Regions from separate parts of the Mus musculus genome. Here region 1 is linked to region 2. The links are chromatin contacts, called in public HiChIP or PLAC-seq maps. All regions are on one chromosome and are shown on one strand. Each heading gives the region's core, a stretch centred on a gene start, on an enhancer-like site or on the middle of the called end of the contact. The rest is flanking DNA. Distances are from core to core; before and after follow the strand shown. Region 1 has its middle 6.8 kb from the start of 2610028E06Rik. Region 2 overlaps Grik3 (glutamate receptor, ionotropic, kainate 3).

What was found. HiChIP or PLAC-seq counts read pairs in DNA pulled down with a chosen protein or histone mark.
Region 1: an H3K27ac HiChIP or PLAC-seq map of SST interneurons shows a contact between it and region 2, with 7 times the contacts expected there. The contact joins two enhancer-like sites. A contact is called at or near these places in 1 of 484 Hi-C or Micro-C datasets (nephron progenitors), 6 of 115 datasets of contacts at active chromatin or transcription factors (SST interneurons, differentiating embryonic stem cells, embryonic basal ganglia and 2 more) and 1 of 9 other capture datasets (embryonic stem cells).

Annotation. Positions count from the first base shown.
Region 1 is chr4:125,927,309-125,931,140 of GRCm38.p6, reverse strand. No RefSeq gene overlaps it. Among named protein-coding and RNA genes, the nearest start is that of 2610028E06Rik, 6.8 kb to the right of the region's middle. Within about 2 kb of position 1,825, at least 24 of the 459 cell types and tissues checked have an H3K27ac peak or open chromatin away from gene starts, as enhancers often do. A contact at or near this core is called in SST interneurons, where this site is marked.
Region 2 is chr4:125,677,807-125,681,755 of GRCm38.p6, reverse strand. The region is part of intron 10 of Grik3 (glutamate receptor, ionotropic, kainate 3); the gene reads right to left. Among named protein-coding and RNA genes, the nearest start is that of Gm32807, 120 kb to the right of the region's middle. Within about 2 kb of position 2,220, at least 2 of the 459 cell types and tissues checked have an H3K27ac peak or open chromatin away from gene starts, as enhancers often do. A contact at or near this core is called in SST interneurons, where this site is marked.

The sequences.
Region 1 (3,832 bases), core at 576-3,075, 250 kb before region 2:
TGGGGATCTCTGTGTTTTCCTCTGGGTGTCTTGTTCTCTGTGTGTGTCTGTGTCTATGTCTACTCTGCCTTTGGCAATGTCTGCTGCTAGCCCATCACTCAGTCAGGGGAGGTGAAGAGGGTTAACGGCAAGGAACCCCCGACTGAGTACCTACTATGCACCAGACCCTGGGGCCAGACAGAGATGAATGAGACGAAGCCTCCAATGACAACACAAAGGGTATCACCCGACAGAACATGATTAATTGCTGGGAACTCCACAGGCAGCAGCTGAAGTTTGCAGGCTAAGGATCTGCATCGAGCAAAATCAGAACTACGACGGTAGGAAGGGTTTGCCTATAGCCAGGTGCTTGTCGGGGACCTACTGTGTGCCAGCGTCTCTTTTAGGTGCTTAGGACTGTAGCTGGGAACAAGCCAGACAAGGCATCTGCTCCCCTAGAGTTTAGAGGGGATGACCAAGAATAAGGACCTAAGCAAGCAGGGTCTGGTGGCCTGTGCTCTGAACCTTGGCACTGGGGAGGCTGAGGCGAAAGTTCTGGCTAATCTGAGCTACAGAAACAAAACAGACACCAGCAAAACCACAACAGTAATCATGGGTCACAGCACAAGGTAGCTGACTACTAGTGGGGGGTGGGGGGGCTCTGAAGGCAGAGAGATAGCAGAACCTCACATCTGAAGGTGGGCTGCACCCAGAGAGGCAGCCAGCCATCAGGAGGCTTATGGGGAGGGCTTTACCAGTTCAGGGGAAAGGCAGAGGCTTTGGGGCAGCTGTAAAAGCAGACCAGAGGTGAGCATGGCCCAGGCTGATGTAGGAAGGAACTGAAGGGGACAAGCAATTGAGCGATCGATCGGGAATACAGGCCCAGCCTCCAGCGGCCTCAGCTAATCCCTTCTCTTCTCCGAATGGCCTCTCTCTTCTCTGTGGCCTGCCTCTTGGTTTGTCTTTGTCCCCTGTATCAGTGTCCTTCCTGCTTGAAGGTCCTGTGGATGCGCAGCCAGCTCCTTGAGTCAGAGCCCCCCCCCCCCCCACGGGCCTTCTCGATAGTCTCATCTCTGCTCTGTGGCCTTGCCTTTGCGCTCCAGCCAGGCCTTTTCCATCGCTGGGTCTTTGCTTCTGCAGCCTTCATTTTGGAATCCCAGCCCTGTTTCCACGTGGCCAACTCCTGTATATCCTGTTAGGCCTGGTAAGACCGGGGACATCTCAGGGAAGGCTGAGGTCCCTCTATCCCCAAAGTGCCTCTTGTAGAAAGCATCACTCTGCATTAGAGTAACCATTTCCTGGAAGTGGAGCCTTACTCTGAAATGTCACTGATGGATCACAGAACCATGGCTCTTTCTGTCTGGACCTGGGACTCAGGGAGAATGGGAGTCCTGGATGGGGTTGCAAACTCAGGCCTCTGGGTTAGCCCTCTGAGCCCTGCTGAGCCTGGGAGAGACCGAAGCAGGATATCCCTACCTGGCCTCACCCACATTGGGGGAGGGTAACCTAAGCTGGGCGAGGGGCGGAGCCGCAGCTGTGCTCCAGAGCTGATGGTGCCTCTGTGTGCCAGGAAATGACTTGGAGATGCTCTGTCAAGCACAAGATATAAATTGCAGGCGGTTTTTAAACGTTTGGAGAGATTGCTTTTTGAGTGGCAACCTGCATCTGTGCGTATCGGAGGGGGCGGGGCAGAGGTTCCGTTACTTTTTTCTATTTGTTCTCTTCCCTGGGGCTTAGTTCCTTCTTGGCCTGGCTGGTTGGCTGTCGCTCAGCCTGGGCTAAGAGGCAAGGTGCTGTGGGAGTGGTGGAAGCTGATGGTGGAAGCTGGGCAAGGGGCTGGTAGGGCCTGGCCAGGGCGCTAGCGGACAGGCCCGTGGACAGCGCAGCAGGCCTAGCTGGTGGTGGGCCAAGCCCACCTGTTCTTGTCTCTGACAAGATGGGCTCAGGGACCCACCCACCGATGCTTCCCAGTGCTTCTGGTTTCCAGATTCTTGATTTTGTTGCATTTCTCTCGTTTCAGAAGGCACATCAGATCCAATGGAGGCTCCATCGCGGCTTAATCACCCTTGCTTTCTAGACCTTTGGGGCCATAGGCTGGGCCCTTGGGTCTCCTGGGGCATGAGGTGGCTGAGAGAGCATCTGTCAACGCTGATGATTGCAGTGGGGTCAACCACTGACCCCAGAAGCAATAATTCACCCGTCCTTTCATTCATTCACAGTAGAACTGTTTTGAGTGGTTACTCTATGCTCAGTATGGGTTGGAGCTGGAAATACAGTGGGGGGATGAAGTGAAATGGGATCTACCTTATCGGGTTCAAGTACAAATTTCTGTTTTAGCTCAGCATCTTCTTCTACCTTCCCCAGAATCCCGTTACCTCCTGATTTACAGTGGAACCCACTCTGCAAGAATCTCTCACTGACGACAAACCTAGTCTAGCCTTGCTTTCTGGTACAGCAATAGAAGACCCTCACTTCTATATCCAGAGAGGAACAGGGGAAGGAGGGTAGAGTGGAGAATCTCTGGTCAAACCTACAGAGAACGAATGAACGGGCTTGTCAGGAGTGAGGGCTTCTTTCCTTGTTGGGAAGCTGCTAGCTGCTGTCCTCGTGTAAGAGGATCTGCCTGGGGACACAGTCTGAGCTGGCCACTGAGTTGGAGGTGGTGGCTCCTGAGCATGCAGGGACTGGACTGGGCTGGGCTCAAGGCAACTGCCATGTGACTCTTACTCCTGGCTTGGGAAAGGAGTTGGCAGTTCCTCACCATGGTTGGGAGGACTCCCAGGGGACCTGGCCTTCCCATTGCGTGCAGAAAGCTGGTTACAGTTTGAGTTAATGCTCCTTAGAAGGAGCCGATGGGTCCCTCAGGGGCCTTTCAGGGGATTACAGATTGCATTCAAACCCATCCACCCTGGAGAGGGGAGGGAGGCGAGCTCACTGCATCAGCTGTCTGAGCCCAGAAGCTAGGACACAGGCCAGGCTTGAGTTTGCCTAGAATGCGGATGGGGGAACACAGAGGGAAAGCCGTGTATAGGCCACAGGTATGATCATTCACCCGGCCTCAACACCACCAGTCAGGTGGCCATATTATCACGCTCCTGTGACACATGATCGGACAGACACAACAGCGGGGAAGGCATGAGGTCGAATCTGTGGGAGAGCTGAAATTTGAACTCAGGCAGCCTGGCTCTCAGAGAAGCAGTACTGTCCACTGAGCTACACGGCTAATCTGGGGAAGGGACTTGGAGCTACAAGTGAAGGGATCTAACTGGAGGGTAGTGTGGAGACCCAGCCTGGAGGTACATGCCAGTTGGAGCTTATACTGCCTCAGAGAATAATTCCTGACCCTGGTGTCCAGTGGCTTCAGGGGAGGGGTGGGGCTCAGATCTCTGGCATCCCTCCCCCATCTCAGAGTCTAAAGGTTGCAGTCTCTGAGGGATGTTCTATTGCTACCCACTTGGTCCCACTGACATGCCTGCCAGCCTCTCTTCCCAACTAGACACTTAGGCAGAGATGGGATATTTTGGGAAGGGAAGTTCAGGGCTGGGATGGATCTGCTCTGGGCTGAGGGAGATCTAGGGGGTCTGGTAGTGGCAATGGAAGCGATATCATGAGTTATACACACTCCAGGTCCTGGAAGCCCTGTCTCTTGTCCTCGGGCCCACAGAGACTCAGATCTGACCTCAAATTGGGCTGTGGGATATTCCTGAAGTTCCTAACCTGGAGACAGAGAGAAGCGATATATGGATGTGGTTCAGAGACAGTAAAAGCCATCACTCCAGAACCCAAGGAACACAGCCAGCTCACTGACTCTGGGGGTCTTGGGTAACGGAAGTGCCTGGCCGCTTTCTGTCCT
Region 2 (3,949 bases), core at 971-3,470:
CTCAACAACTCCAGCTCTGTATTTTGACCCCTGATATCCAATTATCCTGATGTTAGCCTGGACCCTGAACTTGTTCCCATTATAAAGCTTGAGCCAGCTCCTACCGGAATGGGATGGATCTTAGTTCTGGCAACTTGTCACTAATCGGTCTTCTGGTCTTCTTTTTAGAGAATAAGGTCTAGTCCCCAGGCCCTGGCCACAGCTCACTCCCTGCTTTGGGTGTCTTGTTGGCACTTCCTGTTGGATTCTCCAGTATGGTCACCACTGGTTCTATATCTCTATTCTCCACCTCATGCTGGGAGGAACCCCCAGAGTGCCCAGATAGTGAACTATTAAATTAAAATAGCAAGACCTGCCATCATTACAGGATGCTGCCTACAGGCCAAGCATCGCTAAGTGCCTCATGAATTCCTCCCTAGAGCCCCAGGAGGCAGCAGACATTGCCACATTTTAGATGAAGGATTGGTGGCTGGAGCAGGCAGAAATGCTTGTTCAAGCTGGTGAGTGGCCAAGTCAGTTCTAGTACTCAATTCACTATGACCTTAAAATCCAACACGGTGTTGTACGAGTCAAATACCGTGGGGTGAAGTGACAGAGGCAGGCAGTCTCAATTACATTCCAGTTCTGTTACTGTGACCTAATTTGGAATAAGGTCTTGTGGATTATATTCTTAGAGAACAAAGTCACCAAGGTAAGATGGCATCATACTGAATTAGGGTAGCCCCCTCCTAACAACTGGTGCCCTTATAAAAGACATAGATATGCAGAGACGAGTGTGTGACAATGGAGACAGAAATGAGGAAAAGGCAGGCACAAAGCCAAGAAGCACCAAGGGATGCTGGCCACATCAGAACCTGGGAGGATGGAGCCCACTCACCTTCAGAACCTCTGAAGGGAAGCAATGCCACTGACACCCTGATTTCTCATTTCTGCCCAAGGAGAGGACACATTTCTGTGGTTTGAAGGCACCTGGTTTGCTATCACTTGGTATAGCAGCCCAAGAGAACTCATACACCTGTCCCTTAGACCCTGTGTGGGATGCAGAGAGCTCTTCTACCATCTACTCTTGGGTCCCGTTCTGAGCCCTGTGCTGCATTCCCATACACATGAATGTCACTTTGGCTTCTGACTACACCTGTCACCGGGGCTTTGCTGGGATTTCTTTTGTAGCATTTGATGGGGTTTGGAGTTCTACAGCCATCCAGATCCCTCTTCTACCTCTATGGTGTCCAAGAAAACAAGCTCCATTCCTGACAACCACAAAGCAACTCGACTCATCCTGGAGTTCTGCCTGCTGGCTCCCTCCCATGTCTCTAGTATTGGGTGTTATAGCTCGGATATAAAGTATGCCCCAGAAGGTTCATATGTTGAAGACTTGTCCCAAGTTGTGAATCTATCATTGGGATCCCTCACGACCGGATACTGAGTGCCTTGATCTTATTAATCCACTGATAGATTTGCACTGTAATAGTATTACTGGAAAGAGAAGCTTCACTGTGGGAGTTTGTGTCTATAAAGGGTCTTTTGTCTCTGTTTCTCAGAAGCCAGGAGGCTACAAGCCTCTGCCCCATGCTCCCGTGGTCATGATGCCCTTCCTGCTTCACCACAGGGCAGCAGGGCAAGCGGAGCAAGCAGCTGGATTTTCTGAAACCGTGAGCCAACTCTAACCCTCCACTTAGGTGTTTCTCTCTAACACTTGTCATGCAAGTGTGAGGACTTGAGTCTGGATTCCCAGAGCCCTCACAGAAAGCCAGGCTTGGACGCACACATCTATACGTGAGATCAGAGGGAGAGACTGGAGAACCCTGGGAAGTTCGTGGTTCAGCTTGGAGTATTCAGCAGTGTACAAGAGACTCTGTCTCCCACAAACTGGAAGGTGAGGACCAGCATCCCCTTCATGTCCTCTGACCCCCACGTGTACACCAATGGCACGAGCGTGCCAGCACTCATGCACGCGCGCACACACATTTATTTTTTAAATGTATTTCTGTTTGTCAGTGATAAAAACTTGATTCACACAGGAGCATCCTCAGCTTCTGCGTTATCCAAGTGCTGTTTCTCTACCTAGATGCTTTCCATCCAAGCTGAGGAAACAAGGTACCTCACGTAGAGCCTGGGTAGCAACCCGATAAAGCATCGTCTGGGCCTCCCACATGTCTGAACAGACCCAGACAGGTGTGAGTAACATCCCAAGTACCAGCTGCCAGCCCTGCCTCTACGATTCACCCCCAGAGCTGCGGCAGCCTTGATGGCTGACTGAGCAATGATGTGTGTGCCTTTCCCAGGCCTGGAGAATGGCCCCAGTCCTGCTTCCCCGAAGGCTCCATACTGTGCCAGTGTCTATCAAGAAGAATGGCAGGTTCAGTCTGCCCCAGTCACCAGAATCCAGGGTAGATGACCCATCTTCTGCCACTTTGAGTCCTCTCCCCAAATTCCTGGTAGTGGTATTAACCCAAATGGGTGGGGCCTGCTCTAGCAGCGCCCAAGGGGGCTGGGGCTGGAACCCCGCCTCTTTGAAGTAGGCTAGATTCCCCATCATACACCGGACAGTGCTCGCTCTTCCCTGCATTGCTCCATGCTGCTCTGATCACAACAGAACTTTTCTTTATAAGCTATTGTTTAATCTCTGCCTTCCCTGTCAGTATATAAACTCCAGGAGGGCGAGGATTAAGCTTGTTCCCTTCACTGAAGTGCCTCTCGCCTCTCCTCTCGGGGATTAGTGCAGAGCCCGACATAAAGAGGAGGCTCCAGGAAATTTTGTTAGAAAAACAAACATTAGAATATCCACCCAAACTGACCACCTGAGTTTGATCCCCAGGGCCCACAGGGTCGAAGAAGAAAACTGACTCCTGTAAATTGTCATGTGACCTCTACATACTTGCTGTGACACACACACACACACATACACACACACACACACACACTGATTCTGGTCTCAGTTTCCCAACTCTGCATACATATTTTTCCTGAAGTTAGATTGACTCGACCATTTGACCCGTGTTTTCCCAGAATAGGAACTACTGCTTATGGTGGCCCTGATGGGTCAATCTACAAAACTGTTCCTCTCTCCTTTGATTGCTCAACAGATCCCAGCACAGTCTCCACCTGCCTTCAGGCTCACCTTGGGGAGGTTCTGGAAAGATCTTCAGTTCTTTAGAGCAACCTGTCACTGCCTTGGGGGCAAACTGGCTGATGGTGTCCCTGTTGCCTGTTTTCCCTTGCTCTCACTTGACTCTGTCCCTCAGTGAGGTGAACCTCCATCATGACTTGCTTTGAAGTATGTGCCCTGGCTCAGGGCTAGGGACAGGCTTGGGTCCCCTTCTCTGGCCTTGCAGACAGGGCATGGGACTCAGGCACATGGGCCAGAAGCAAGGCCTGCTTCTGGGAAGAAAAGAGACAGCACACAATCCAAGCAGTAAGGGTGTGTCTCTGTCACCTGCTATCCCTGTCACATCTGCAGGCTGGGGGACCAGTGCTCACAGTCCTGTGGCCATGACTTCTGCAGAGTATGTCTTCCCGAGTCCTGTGTTTCTTCATCATATTCATTACCACAGTCTGCATTCTAGGGACCAGAAATGACCTCATGTCCTCCTTGGGTGCAGACCAAGGGGACAGCAATGACATCCTTCTGCCTTGCATGAGTCTCTCAGCCCTTCCTCTAGGGTAATGGTTCTCAACCTCTGGGTCTCAACCCCTTTGACAGATCTCTATCTCCAAAAAGGTTTACATTGCCGTTCTTAACAGGAGCAAAATTACAGTTATGAAATAGTAACAAAAATAATTTTATGGTGTGGGGGGGTGTCAGCAGAACATGAGGGGACTGTATTAAAGCGTTGCAGCTGAAGGGTGAGAACCACTGCTCTTGGGCTTTCTGGGGTGGGTCACAGCAGGTCCCCACTCTCTCAATCCTCAGGCTCTGTCTAGATCTGTCTAGAAGTCAGAGAAGCTC